Regions from separate parts of the Gossypium arboreum genome. Here region 1 is linked to region 2. The links are chromatin contacts, called in public Hi-C maps. All regions are on one chromosome and are shown on one strand. Each heading gives the region's core, a stretch centred on a gene start, on an enhancer-like site or on the middle of the called end of the contact. The rest is flanking DNA. Distances are from core to core; before and after follow the strand shown. Region 1 has its middle 10 kb from the start of LOC108467144. Region 2 holds the start of LOC108466766.

What was found. A called contact is a pair of places that touch in the nucleus more often than the background predicts.
Region 1: a Hi-C map of leaf shows a contact between it and region 2, with 3 times the contacts expected there. The contact joins the enhancer-like site here to the promoter of LOC108466766 in region 2. A contact is called at or near these places in 3 of 5 Hi-C or Micro-C datasets (all in leaf).

The regions. Positions count from the first base shown.
Region 1 is chr2:68,210,272-68,213,844 of ASM2569848v2, forward strand. No RefSeq gene overlaps it. Among protein-coding and RNA genes, the nearest start is that of LOC108467144, 10 kb to the right of the region's middle. Within about 2 kb of position 1,415, at least 1 of the 2 cell types and tissues checked has an H3K27ac peak or open chromatin away from gene starts, as enhancers often do. A contact at or near this core is called in leaf, where this site is marked.
Region 2 is chr2:68,154,008-68,157,869 of ASM2569848v2, forward strand. It overlaps LOC108466766, which reads right to left and starts at 2,215. Exons shown (of 1, transcript XM_017767135.2): 1 at 1,760-2,215. The coding sequence starts at 2,215. The coding sequence ends at 1,760.

The DNA of each region.
Region 1 (3,573 bases), core at 165-2,664, 55 kb after region 2:
GTAATCTCCTCTTTTAATTAGTAACACTATTATTTGGTTTTAAATTAGAAAATAAAATGTTGAAATAATTTTAATAGGTTAAAATATGGCATAAGTCTCTATACTCTTTGAAATTATGAAATTTTGTCCTTATACTTTTATTTCAAGGAATTTAGCCCCTCTCATTTCAAAGTTCAAAATTCAAGTCTAACTGTTAACTCTGTTAAATTATTTTATTAAATTAGGTTCATTACAACATCATTTTTTAAATACATTGCTATCATGTGGCATTTTTTTTAATTTCAAAATGTCAAACTAACAAATTTTACAAAAAAAAAATAGCAATGTTAGCAATTGGACCTAAATTTTGAACTTTGAAAAGTAGAGGAACTAAATTCATAAAAATAGAAGTAAAGGGACTAAATTTTAAATTTATGAATTGTACAAGGACTTATGGCACATTTTAACTTTTTAATATTAAAGATAAAATTAATAGTTAATTTGATAATTGGAATACATTAAAATCATAATTAACTTTATCTATTATTAGTGTACACATTCAAATTAAACCAAAATCTTATCTCAATTCTTAAAATGCTTTTTTTATTTTAATATTTAAGATATTTACATAATTTTCAAAATAGAATTGTTGTTCTACATTTATACAAACTCATAATAAAAGTTTAAATGATCCATCTTCAATTACACTTTTATTATAATTTAATAAATAAGAAATATCATATTATTTTAAATTTAAAATGAGATTATTACTATTACAAGAACACAAAAACACAAAAAGATAATGCAATATACAAATAGGTGTTATTATAAGACAGATTTCTTCTGTAATTGAAAATAAAATTATTTATTTATGTAAATATTAAATAAAATTGAAGAATAAAAGAATATATCTATCTTTTAAACATTTTACGAATATGTTTTAAAATATTGTAAAATTATTTGAATTATTTTTACTTTTTAATAATGATTAGGAAATAAAAATATAAACACGTATGGAAATCTAGTTGTCTAAAAGGTAATTTTATTATTTATTTTAAAATGAAAGTTGAATTAATAACATTATTAATTAACTATAATTATACCCCAAATGATAAAGTAAATTCACAGTAGCATACAAGTTGAAAGAAAAGATTGTATGAAATTAGAATATTATCCTTTTCTAATAATTTGATGTAAAATTTATAATTTTATTCTGAATTTTAAATTTTTATTTAGATTTAATTTTTTAAAATAAAAATATTGACGTGACATTAAATTATTAAAAAATACAAATAATATGATTTGAGTTGAAAAGCATCCAGTGAATTAGGGGGAAGCCTAAACTGAGTCAAATGACATTCCTTTAAACAACAACGATGGACACATATGATTGAATGGATTCAGTGAGAGTAAAATGGATCCATTGAATGAGAGTCACTCAAGTGGTTGTAAAACTGAAGTTGGAGGCCCAAATTTCCCTTCAAGCCTCCAGGAACTACACTCCCCACATCAATAAATTCAATCACCTTTTCAATGTATATTTATAAAATTTCTATTGGAAAAACTGATCTTTATATGTCACCGCAAGGTATAAGTGGTATGCTATGTGTAATTATCTAATTATTTTATTAGTTATGTTAGTTTTAATAATAAAAATAGATAAAATTTATTCTTTAATCTAATATACATGAGGGATTAATTTGTCCATTTTTAATAAAAATAAAATGTAATCTAACTCTTACTAAAAGGTTTCCATAATAAAAGTTATATTTTGTGATGCTTAAGGATGTGTTGTGTTATTTATTTATTTCTTGAGGTTGGTTGTTGTGTATTGAAACTCTGGGTAATTTATAAGAGTGTTCTTACTGCAATATTTGTTGCTTTTAAGAGTTTTAAGATTATAGGGTGTTTTTTATTTAGGTGTTACTAAATTATAGGTAAGTTTTTATTTTGGTCATTTAATTAAAATAGTTATAATTTCATCATTAAAGTTTTAACATTTTTTTATTACTTGATTATTAAGTAACATTTTTTAGTTGGTATAATAAAAATTTTGATCGTTGATTTTATACTTTCTATCAATATCACCTTAATTATATATAAAATGATAAAATTGAAATTATTTTTAAAAATTTTAAAAATTCTTGAAATTAAAATTAAAGTAAATAAAAAATTTAAAAATAGATAAAGTGAGAGAAAAATTTTAAACCCTCCGAATTGTCTCTTTGTATTATCTATATAGAAATATTCAATAAATAGAACATATAAAAATTAAAACATTTAGCAAAATTACTAGTTTTCTTATTTTTACTTCTTTTGTTTCTTGACATAGTTCTTTCGTTATAAGAAAGAATTCAAAATATAATTATTTTTACAATTTGGACTTGGAAAATAATTTAAATGAATTGAAAATTTGATTCGAGTCTTAAATTTTTTTGTGAATATTTTTTAGTTTTTGGCTAGTGAAATGGCATCAAAGTCAATTTGACAAGTTTCTATAATATCAATTCTGGATGTTCTTTAGCGGTATGAAACTTGACTTGAATATATTACTAATTTGGTTTTAAGAAACACTAAGCAAGCATGTAATGGTATAACTTCTTTTTTGGTTTTTAAAATTATTATTGGATTCTATTGAATGATAATTTTCTTTATTTCCCATACTTATTAGTTCTTCATCACATTTTCGATATATTTTTTAGAATTTTTCTATAGAATTTTCTAGTTTTTAAACAGTTTGATTTTATTTTATAATTTTTATATAGAATTTTCTAGCTTTTAAATAGTTTCGATTTTTTTATAATTTTTATATAAAATTAAGGTGATATTGACAAAAAATATATATAAAAATTGAGAACTAAAATTATTATTATTTTAATAATTCTTTGTATTTTTTATCTACATTTTAATCTCAGTCAAACTTATACTTAGAAAAAAGGAGAATATTTGATGCATTGTGGTTGCATGAGTCTCATGCACCATTAGTAAATAATAACATGATACCCTATTATTAAATAAAACAAAAATAGTGGACATATAAATAAATACTAATAATTTTATTTAAACATAATTAAATAATAAATAATTATAAATAAATAGTAAAACCTTAAACCTTAAATCCAAAACCCTATCCCTAAATCCTTAAACCCAAAATCATATATCCAAGAGTTATTAATATTAATATTTATCTATAATAGTTATGATTGATGTGTAAATAAAATTATTAGTATTTATTTACAAGTCTTCCATATTTTTTAATTTAATAATGATGTATCATATTATTATTATTCAACAATGGTGCATGAGACTTTTGCACTCACTTCAATAAAAAAATTACATAATAGTAGGACTTAAAAAATTCAAATTAGCAATTATGCAGTCCAATTGCAATACAATTTCAACATTAGATTCACAAATTTGCAAAATTAACTATTATGCATATAGCCCCTACAATTCAAAAACATTAAGAAAGAGTATGGTCGAACCCCAAAATTGTTTGCAACATCACCCTAAAACCCACAAAAAGCCCTCATTTATTCCCCTTTCACTTCATAATGTATAACCAAGACTAGAGTAAAAATCAAGCTACTAATC
Region 2 (3,862 bases), core at 965-3,464:
TATTACCATTTGTTTCATGTTGGCTAATAAATTGATTTAAGTCAAAATATAATCGGCATGGCATGTCTCCAGATAAGTCCTCAACTTTGTATATTTTTATGACATTCAAATTAAACTTTAATTGCGACTCAAATAAAGCATTTGTTTGGAGAATCTTGGTGCCAATGAGAGTTTGATCCAAATGCTTGTCCTGTCTTGCGGCAGACCAAAGCTTGAAATTTAGTAGTCGTGGAGGCTGAGAGTACCAGACGGCAGAACGTTCTGCCTAGGAATAGAGGTCTGATTGGGATAAACTTTCTCACAGGTTGGTCTTCTTTAAAGAAGGTTCCTTCCTTTGGAACCATATACTCCATAGTACAGCAAGCCATGGGTTTCATCCCTTCTCGAAACTCCAATGCTATAGGCCTAACAATATTGAGAAATATCTTGGTTTCAATAAGGAGAACCTTAAGGGCTAAGATTAAGGGTGGCTTTTTTAAGTCCTCCTTATACTTTTACACACTTGCATTCTAAGATGTCAAGTATTTTCATTTACTATTTGTCATGCTTTAAAGCGCCCGACTACATTTATGCGCAAATTGATTAAAGTTTCTAAAGACTTCTAGTGGTAGCATAGTGATGAAAAATCATTGAAATAATTGGGAAGCTCTTACTCCACCTAAATCACATGGAAGCTTGAGTTTTAGACGAGTTGCTAATATGAAGCAAGCCTTCCTAGCCAAGTTGTCTTGGAAATTACTTGATAAGAAAAGCTAGCTCCAAACCAAAACGCTTGGGAAAAAAAAAAGCAAAGCATTCTCCATAGGGGAGGCAAGGCTTTTGGGTCAGAATCATTGGTCTTCTTCACATGGGTTTGATTCTTGGGCTTTATGTTTGAGTATTTAAGCTTTGGGCTAAATATATAAATTGTTTGATATAAATAAAAATTCTGGAGTTGAAAATTAGTGATTGACCCATTTTATAGGTTCGATTGAATAGGTAGTTTCTTTTTTTGGTACGAGGTCTAGATTTGAGCTACAAAACTTACAACTCCGTCTAAATTACTATTTAATTAATACCCAGAAAAAAACACAAATCAAGATAAGTAATAAAAAAAATAGCATCACCGACTCCGGCCCAAGTTCCAAGGATTGAGGTCAATTACTCTATCAAATCATTTGTCGGTCACACTCACATCTCTCATCCCGTCTTCAACTTTGCCATCAATTAAACTACTCATTTATCTCGGTCTCGGATGCCTCAGACAGCTTTAAATTTATCACATATGCATAAAACCTCACTCTCAAATTACTTGGATTCCAATTTTAATATATTTTGTCCACGCACATTGGTCAAAATATAATTAGACGTTAAAATTTAAATAAAAATTATAGTATAATGTTGCAAAAGTTGCTACTAATATTCAATTTAAATATCAATATCGCTTTCGTTAAAACAAAGATTTAATTTGAAAAATTAAAAGACTAAAATAATAAGGAAAATTTTCTTTTTACGAAAGTTCTTTTATAAAATATGATTATACATGTATGCATGAACAACTATAAAATAAAATCATACTAATATATAATTTAAATTGATGAATAATTAAAATATAATACAACAAAACCCATACATATAAAATAAAATTTGAACTCACTAAATTTAACTAGAGTGCTCAATATCTTAAAACTCTAATAATTATAATAAGATGAACCACTGTAAGAAGAGTATGAAGATTGCAACATTTTGAATTAGAAGTAACAAATTTAGATGTATATGATCATAGGGAATTAGGGATAAGATGAAAGAGAAGTGCGGCGATTGAAGTTGGTAAGGTAAAGAGAAGAAGAAGAGCCATCCCCAAAGCAACGGCAGGCCTGGTTTCCATGAGCTTGGATTGCAAGCTCCCCACAGCTTGGTAAACATCGAGGTCGTACTTTTCTTTCTTGTATTGTTTCTCCCACTCCATCCAATGCTGGGGAGGCTCATAACTCTTCTCCACCCTCTGCATCTCCTGAATTCGCTTTCTCAACACTATCATGCTCTCATCCACTAGCTTCCCGTCGAAATTGTGACTAGATGGCCCTGATGATCTTTTTGAAGCCATTACTTTGACATTTGCCGTCTTTGCCCCTCCCAAACCCTTTCTCCCGCCTATTAGGTCGCTGGAGAAGCGATGTTGTGGTGGAGGAGCTGAAGCTGAGGACTTAGAAAGACAAGAAGTAGTAGCTTGCATGGTTTTTGGACGTGAAGTTATCTCTGGAATAAGTGGCGCAATGATTTTGGGAAGAAAAAAACTAAAGAGTATTTATAGAGGAAAGATGATGGTGAAGGACCGTTATTGAGTCAAAATCCTGGAATTTAGAGATTGATTTGGAAGAAAGGTAAGATAACGTGTGGGACACTCGATTTTTAATTGGAAGATTCTGTAGTAAGAAATGGGAATGTACGTGCGTAGCCTGTGGGGGCGGCGCCAATCACACCGCGTCCACTTGTATCTTCATCATTTTCATGCAATTTTTAATCCCTCTCTCTTACACCTACTCTTCCTGCCCTTTTATATTTAATTCCTTTATTCACCTTTTTCTTTTAACATTAAATATAAAATTAATACCTAATTTTTTCCACTTCTTTCGTATTAGTATTTATAGTTTTTTTTTTCAAATTACTACTTAGATATCGATTTAGGTGATGGAACAAAATTCAAATACTAATTTGAGATAAAAAAATTACAGGTATTAATTTAAAAAACTGAATAAATTTAAATACTAATTTTATATTTAACCTCTAATATTATAATGATAACAGATTCGTCATTTCATATTTTTATATATTTTAAATAATTAAAAATATAAATCTAAAACAAATAGTAGTAATGAACGTATCTAACATCCATTTTACTCTTGAGAACCGCAGGATACTTTTTATATTTAATTTATTTTGTATTATGAACAAATACCCATCTATTAATTATGAGTAAATATTAATCGAAATTTTTAAACATATTATATTTAAAATATATAAAAATAAATAAAAAATTTATCGTACAGGTATGCTTGTAAAAATTATGTATTTAGAAGACAATTATACATTTAAAAATAACATATAATAAATAATGAAATGTAGTGTTCAAAATTAATATTAACCATATGTCATATGTATGAAATTAAAATAAAAAAGTTTAAATTGTGATTAAAATTAAATTTAAATAAGTAAATACGTCATATTAATAATATTAAATGCACTCCAATTATTTATCATGATATTATCAATTTTTATAGCACGTAAAAAGTTATGTTGATGAGAAGAAAATTCAATATTAAAAATCTAATTATAAATAATTAAAGGCTTAATTGAACAATAATTCAACAGATTTGATTGACTAGAGTATAACAAAAAAAAAAAAGAAAAGAAAAGAAAAGAATCTATTGAAATATCAACGAATTTCTATTTTATACACGAGCAATATTCAAATAGAATTCAAAGAAAATGGATGCGATAAGACAGAAAAAACAGACGGTGCGTAAATGTAACTCGTTGTTTAAAGAACTATTCAGAGTTCCTAGAGCTCCTTGTAAAGCTTGTTGGAAAACCCGTTGTCGGACTTGATTAATCGCTCTTTGTTGTTCAAAATAAATGGTTTCATTTTTGTAATTTTCTAATTGTTCCAAAATCTTATAAGTTGAATTAATCAAATTCAATTTTTCTTGTCTATCTTAGAGTATCCATTCCCTCGAAACTGATCCGCCTCCAATAAGAGGCCCTTAAACTATACTCTTTATTTGAATTAGATTCTTTTTTCTTTTGGTTAAGTCAGGTATATAACTAATGTTACCCTTCTCATTAAATCCGTTAAAAAAAATCTTTGCAACCAATCAAGAAG